2 separate regions of the Aedes albopictus genome follow, and region 2 is linked to region 1. The links are chromatin contacts, called in public Hi-C maps. All regions are on one chromosome and are shown on one strand. The core of a region is the stretch at or near the end of the contact, and the rest is flanking DNA. Distances in the headings are between cores, read along the strand shown. Region 1 holds the start of LOC109416999. Region 2 holds the start of LOC109408893 (ribosome quality control complex subunit TCF25).

Evidence for each region. Hi-C and Micro-C count contacts between places; a contact is called where the count stands out from the background.
Region 2: a Hi-C map of whole pupa shows a contact between it and region 1, with 5 times the contacts expected there. The contact joins the promoter of LOC109408893 here to the promoter of LOC109416999 in region 1. A contact is called at or near these places in 2 of 3 Hi-C or Micro-C datasets (whole body and whole pupa).

What each region holds. Positions count from the first base shown.
Region 1 is chr2:407,238,477-407,242,364 of AalbF5, forward strand. LOC109416999 reads left to right here and starts at 1,555. Exons shown (of 6, transcript XM_029876584.2): 1 at 1,555-2,296; 2 at 3,017-3,216. The coding sequence starts at 2,175.
Region 2 is chr2:407,387,211-407,390,985 of AalbF5, forward strand. LOC109408893 (ribosome quality control complex subunit TCF25) reads right to left here and starts at 1,476. Exons shown (of 5, transcript XM_029876580.2): 1 at 1,212-1,476; 2 at 939-1,128; 3 at 1-148. The coding sequence starts at 1,091. LOC134287312 (a long non-coding RNA gene) reads left to right here and starts at 2,709. Exons shown (of 3, transcript XR_009997212.1): 1 at 2,709-2,976; 2 at 3,042-3,311; 3 at 3,378-3,775.

The sequences.
Region 1 (3,888 bases), core at 305-2,804:
AAGATGGCGACTGTTTAATGAAATTTTAGGACCTGAAACCATGCAATATGGGTATATTTGGTTGGGCGAAGAAATCTGGACTCAAAAAATAACAACCAGAATATCCAAGATGGCGGTCGAAAATCCAAGATGATAGCTCAAAATTCAAAATGGCTTCTGTTTAATGGAGTTGTAGGAGTCTGGAGTCCAAAAATGACGATTAAAATATTCAAGATGGCGACCAAAATATCCAAGATAGCATCTCAAAATTCAAGATGGCGGCGTAAACTTCAAGATGGCGGCTATTTAATGGAGGTTTAGGCTCTAAAACTGTACAATATGGGTATATTTGGTATGGGGAAGACAACCGGAGTTAAAAAATAGCGACCAGAATATCCAAGATCGCGTCGCAAAATTCAAAATTGTGGCTGTTTAATGGAGTTTTGGGCTCTAAAACCATTCAATATGGGTGTATCTGGTATGGGGAAGAATTCGGGAATTCAAAAAATGGCGACCTGAATTTCCGAGCTTCCGGACTCAAATCCAAAATGGCGGTTCAAAAGTCAAGATTGCGGTTGTTTCTCAAGAGTTTAAGGCTCAAAAATCAAAAGCTAGATAAACGATATGATCTCTGATGCCATGAAATGGATTTCTGTTAAACGTATGAAAATGCGACATGTTCATCAACATGTCACTTGAGTCGTGTTGAAATGTGTTTTCGAAATCACGAGAAAGGCGCCATCACCGCTAGGTGGATTAGTTAGGAGATTCTATGGTATTTTTCCAGTAAATCTTTGTTGAATCCTATCGTTTTTCCAGGAGTTCTTTGAAGATTTTCCGCAAGAGTTCTTTTTTGGTATTTGTGCAGCAGAAGCTCCTTCTTGGAACACTTCCAAGAGTTGTTAATGGATTCTAACTTCATTCGTCTTTGGAATTTATCCAATATTTCTCATTACGTTTGCTTCAAGAGTTCCTAAAGAGAATCCTACCGGAGTTTATTCGAGAAATCGTTCAGTAATTGTTTCTTGGAGTCTTCCAGGAGTCGCTTTTGGGAATCCTCCAGGAGTTCCTTCTGCCAATCTTCAGAAGTTCCTTGTGGGAGCCCGCCTGGTGTTGTTCATTTGAATCTTGTAGAAGTAATATCTGGCAATCCTCCAAAAGTTCTTTGTAGGAATCCTTCAGAAGTTCTATTAAGAATTTTCACAAAAGTTCTTTCAAGAAATTCTCCAAGAGTTCTTTTTGAGAAGCCTTCAGGAATTATGGGATCCCTTAAGGGTAACCCTCCTGAAATGGCCAAGCAGAATACAGAAGCATAAATCGCAGTTCGTCCAACTGTCAAATCAAACGCCTCATCAAAAAACAAACCAGTTCGCACCACTTGTCTTGCTGTCAAGCCATCTGAATGGTTCAACTATAGCACATCATATAGCATATCATCCATACCATAGAGAACCATTCTCCAAATGGTTGTCGTGCACTGTTTGACACTTTCTCTACGCCTGCTTGTTTCGCATTCCCTTTCGACACCTTAATCGTAATAAAGTCGTCTGGCGGAATCTAATTACCATTGCAAAACATAGAGCCGTCCGTCCTTCGTCGGACACGGTTAATAGTCATTGTACCAATCGCGAGACAGATGTATGTTTTTTTGTATCATTCTTTCGTAGTTTTGTTTTGAACACCAAACTCGGTTTGTTATTGTGTGTAATAAGAACGGAAGAACCGCGTCGATCCAATTCGTTCGTAGTCGCTTGATAAATTTTAATTACCATTGACGTGACGTGCACGCTGTAATAAATTTGAGGCTTTTGTTTTTTTTTTCGGTTCATACGGCGGTCTCGCGGTTATCAGTAGATAATTTGAGGAAACACAGGGTTTTATATTATGTAAAGTGCAATAAAATACGCTTTGGGGAACTCGAAGTTACGATTGGGTTCAGGTAAGCGTGTGAAGTGACCCTTTTAGATTGTTCACGATTTGCTTCAAGTCAATTAAGCGGTGCAATAATCCATCGTACTGGGAGAAAATGAGTAAACTAGCTGTGATTTCCCTTGCGTAGGGACGTAAGATCTCCGTCCTTGTAAATATACGTAGAACGTCGGTCCAGTGGAATTCGGTTTGGCGTAGTGTCGCCAGAGATCGATGTAGATATAGTAATTCATAAATAAAAACGGGAACCAAATTCCGATAGCAATATGATGAACGGGGAACGAAAGAATGAGTCCTTCAAACTGCTACAGTTGTCGGACGATTCCAAAAGTCTGTCAGACCTTGAACTGCCGGAGATCGTCAACCAGAGGAAACGGAAAGTGCGAAGGTTAGTCTTGAGATCGAGAGATGCGTGTTTTCTCTTTTTTTCTATTTTTAGAAACATCACAGACGTATCTAGAAGGCAGGAGCGAACAAGTTTTGAAATGATCCCTCGGGATCCATTCTTTAGGTACTGAACACTTCAACCACCTTCAGCCTTGAAGGTTCTAGAGCACCCAGAAAGATTTGGATACTCTCTTGCTGAGGATTGCGGACTGAAATTTGACAGCAGCCAGGCTGCTGCCAAACCTAAAAAATTATCAAAGTGTGCCAGGATACAAATTCGGTTTGCTTAGTCACGCTAAAGCAAACGAAACGTTAAATGACACACAAACTTTGCCATCTGACACAAACATATTTTTCTAACGTTTATCTGTACGAAAATTATGTGTAAAACATGCCCAATGTTTGCAAATTATCCTTTCAAGCCCATATAGAACCAATCGAGCTGAATATATACGTTTGATTGTAACTTTTGCTATTATTCATCTGTTTAAACTTTGTGTGAAGCAGTTCATGCGTGCACTTTGAAATAAATCTCCATGGAGATAAGCAACTCAACAACGGGGAGCACTGGAAGAAAACGTACGTGCTCAAATTGAATGACCAAAATAATTGAGTCCGCACACCTCAGCTCTCTTGCGCCTCCTAGATCCGCATATGATCGTGGCGTATTATACCGGCAATTTTCCACTTTCTTCGCTCACGTCTCAACCGTACATTTCAGAAAAACACGTACAAGGACAAACTCGGGCCGACACGATGACGATCACCATCGGTCAGCGGTGGCCGGATCGCACATCGACTGCAAAAACTTCGGCCTGTGGTTGGCCATACTAATGACGGTAATGTGGCTGTTCATCATATCGTACATCACGTCGGTGGTACACAGCGAGAACCGCCGACTAGAGATAGCAATACAGAAAGGTGAGTAAGTCGGGTGGATAGAATACGGCGTTGTTTGCCCATTGGAAGTGTATCGTATACAGCGGTAACAGATTGTTTTGCGCGGGGAAAGGGTGCTAAACGAGGTCGCTAATTTGTTTGCAGTGAAATGTTATGGATTTCCCTATTTAATAATGCTGAATGGCTTTTAAACCTTTGAAGCCGGAACTTTTCCAAGCGTTATTAAGGAACTTTTTCTACATTTTTCTGTTATTTTGGTGCTCAATAGCATAAAAAGGGTAGAATATCATTCAGAATATTTTTCTGGATATCCTAGGTCATTCAAATTGTTCTTGAGTTTAGATCGTAAAGTCTACGGATGTAACGGTAACTTCTTTCATTATACAAAACTATTATTTGTAATATATCATGCCCAGTAAGTCTTCTGTAAATTCAATAGGCAGTATCGGATCTGTTGGGCAGGGATGGGAACACTCACTTTCAAAGAGTTACACTCACTTGCTATTTTCTCAGCTCAGAAGCATGCAATCAAGAAATGATGTATGGACGACTTTTGCCTTGTGGTTTTGTCTAAAACTTTGCCGAATGGAGTAGGGGTCGTACACGAATCCCAACGTCGTGACAGAGCTGAGAAAGCAACTCTCCACGAGGTGAGTGTAATTTACATTCACCTCGTGGAGAGTTGCCTTCGAA
Region 2 (3,775 bases), core at 226-2,725, 150 kb after region 1:
ACTTGCCGGTACGCTTCTTTTTCTTTTTCTTCTTCTTTTTGCACTCAACCAGATTTGGGTTCTGTGTCCCTCCAGCATTGTCTCGTTCCGTTTCGTCGTTATCATCCTCTTTGACTTCGCTCTCCGAGAGCGATTGCTGCTGGTTCAGCTGGAATAAAAGATATGTTGTAAGTAGTTTTAAAGACAATTCAATGATTGTTCCATAGATTTAAAATTGTTATGGTTCAATGTACGTACGTCTTCTACTTTTTCTTGCCGTACGCCCCAACCGGAACAAAGCCTGCTTCTTAGCATAATGTTCTTGAGTTTTTACCTGAAAGCTTCCTCTGCCAATGACCATTTTGCATGTGTATTCCGTGTGACAGAAACAAAGATACTCTATGGCTAAATATTCAAGGATATTTCCTTTACGAAAAGTTCCTGGACCGACTGGGGATCGAACTCGTCACCCTTTACCATTTTACTTCATATACAAAAACATAATTGGATTATGAACTCAAGTCAATTCGAATTAAATTAACTAAGTTATTGCGTGAAGACCCCAAAACAGGAACCCTGCACAAATGATCGCACACCCTAGGTATACAGCATCCGCTCGATAACTGACTGCTCTTTAACTGGACTGCTTTTTAACTGGGCGCTCGATAACTGGGGCAAAGTCGAGTTAAAAAGCAGTTATCTGTCAAAAATAAGCGAAATATAACCTCACATTTTACAAATCGGTAAACAAAACAAAATATAATAATAGCCTCCGGCTGCGGAAGCTCAGTCCAGTTATCGAGCGGCGCTCGCTTACTGGACTGTCGACAAAGCCCAGTTATCGAGCGAAAGCTGTATGTCGAAATACTTTCTTGTGAAATTGCCCATTGATTCATCACGGCCTGTTGCATTCAAGTAGAAACAAATCTCGTACACCCCCGGAATGAGATAACACTTACCAAATCGAATCGATTGATATTGATTTTCTTGCGAGTCTGGCTGCCGATGCTGTTGGTATCGTAATCCGCATCGGCCCCATCGGAAATCTCGTCGATGGGGTCCTTGATCTCCAGTTCGTTGCCCTGCAACTTCCGCAAGATACGGTAAGACATTTTTCCAATGCTTCCCGCAACGGGGGGACACTTCCGTCTTTACCAGACCGGTTCCTTGACCTGAGCAAAAGTTTTGTAACTAGCAGGCTATCGTACTTACTTAAATAAATTACAAATTACCAGATTATCACGCGTGCTACGTGGAAACCCTAATACCTGTGGTGACGCGTCTTCGCACTGTCTTTTCCAAGCAATAATATCTCTTGCACACTTTTTCACCTGATTTTCATCGAGGGAAATCCTCGGGAAACGGATTTTCAGCGAAAATAATCCGCCGATCGATTGCTTGATGAAAATTTGGGCTGCTGTTGCAAGTTTGGTGACACGAAACAAAAACAATAACTTTCCGTCTGGTCGACTGTTGACCGTCGATCGCAAAGAAAAATGCGAAAATTCAAGCAGAATGGGTGAATTCGAGCAAAAACTGAGCCAGTTTGCCCCAAACTCCCCGCGAATGCAAAATAACAGCTGACAGCTGTCAAAAAAAAATGTCCGATGGAAATAAAATGGAGTACATGGGCTACACAGTAAAAACAATGCAACCACACACGGAGAAATCAAACTACCTAATTTTCGGGTCTATTTTACTCAAAGCTGAGTGTATCGAATAAACTAGTTACCCAAAATTAGGTTGTTTTCCCTCTTTCCCTCACCGATGTTGTCAAAAACAAACAAAGATGCATCTACCCAACGGGGGTCCTTGAGCCCAATAAGCCAATTTTGGGTAAATGTAGGTTTACTCAAATTTGGGTTGAATGAGGGGGGGTCTTGGGTTGAATTTACCTACTCTTAAGTAAATGTTTTTGCTGGAGGTGCGAAGGCAATTTACCTAGTGTGAGTTTAATCGATTTACTCAAATTTGGCTTATTGGGCCGAACTATGGGATTGCGTCAAAAGAACTCAATTTTGGGTAGTTTGGCGGCTCCGTGCACAGTTCGCAATGAGTTCAGGCCAAACATTTCAATAGGTCCTATCTGCATTTGAGAGGCTCTCTTTGTTCAGGGAAGATTCAAATATTACGTTCATCATTTTCCGGGATTTCAGACCACCCTCCTCCCGCTCCCTCTCCCTTCTGTCACGCATTTTCCCTATACCTAATACACGTACTGTCACACTTTTGTTGACAACCCCCCCTCCCCCAAATATTGGACGTAATTATTGAACGTTCCCTCACTTTCTCTTTCAATTATTGCAATGTAATGGTACACTTTTCAGCTATTTTTTCCAGTACAAATCAAAAGACAATTGTTTTGACCATCGTTCTATGCAAGGAGACAATCATAATACAAATAAACAGCTGAGATATTAACGAAAGAGAGGGAAACCAAAGAGAGCCTCTTTTCTGCAGATAGGACCTTTAGGCATGTTTGGCCTAAGTTCTCGCGTTTAGTTTCATACGGGTGTATCTACAATGATCGATTTTCTTTTTGGGTTAGGGTTCATTCAAATATTACGTAACGCAATAGGGGGAGGGAGGGGGTCTGACGTCGTGTTACGCTTCATACAAAATTTAAAAAAAATTCATACAAAAGTTGTTACGTGGGGGAGGGAGGGGGTCTAAAATTGTCAAAATACGATGTAGTTGTATTCTCAAGATACGAGCGCGACGGTATACACTACAAAAAAGCAATGATTTTATTTATGTGTGGTAACACATAGTCGACTGAATACGTTCATTCCGACGTTTATAAACGCCACACATAAATTTTGTTATTGAGATCAATACACTTCTATTAGTTATTCCTTATAGTAAAATTCTATAAAAGATCACACCTTATTACAATATGTCATGAATGAACCCGCGCCCCACGTGAACTTTGTTGTTGTTGTTGTTGTTCTTCAATTTTTTCAAGATGGACGAGGTGGATGCTGAAAACTTGTGCGGGTAAGTATTTAATCATTGATATTATATTAAATAATGTCATATCACATTATTTGATCATATTCCAGGATGTCGAATAGCATCCCAGTATGGATAGCGTGCATCTCAGTGGGTAGTTCAGAAAGACCAACACTACACAGCGAAAATAGGGTTCATTCACAAATTTCATAACGCCTTTCCTGACACCCACCCACCCCTTCGTAATACTATTTATATGGAGAAAAATTTTATTTGTTTGGGCTGTAACACCATGAAGGACACTCACCCACCCCCTCCAGCGTTATGACATTTGTGAACAAGCCCATACTGTGCAGCGCTTTGTCCTCGTGTGAGAAGTTGTTAGTTGTGCTAGAAGTTGTATTTGATTAATATAAAATCTTATTTAAATATAATAAATATTGCAGTTGACTAGTCATCGGCAAGTTTCCAGCTGTTAATCCACAATACGATGAAACCCTCGATGAAACCATCAGCAATTTCAACGCCACAAGCGGCACTAAACAACCCCTCTTCTGCTGCTCGTACATCCGGCAAGCGACTTCAAGACTTATTCCATTGTCCGAGATCATGTCAACAAGTTTGGTTCATGTATATTTTAGGATGTGAATAAACGCAAGAATATTTCATTGAACTTTGTGTAACGAATCATAAACTAAATAGGAAACACCTAGAGGCAGAAGAATATTCATTACATCGGCTAAATAGAAGAAATAAGTCAAGAGCAATATAAAGTAAATACTAAAGTCTTCAATTTAATAAGGGCGACACATACTGTTGATAAGTTGATAGTTCATCTGAAGGT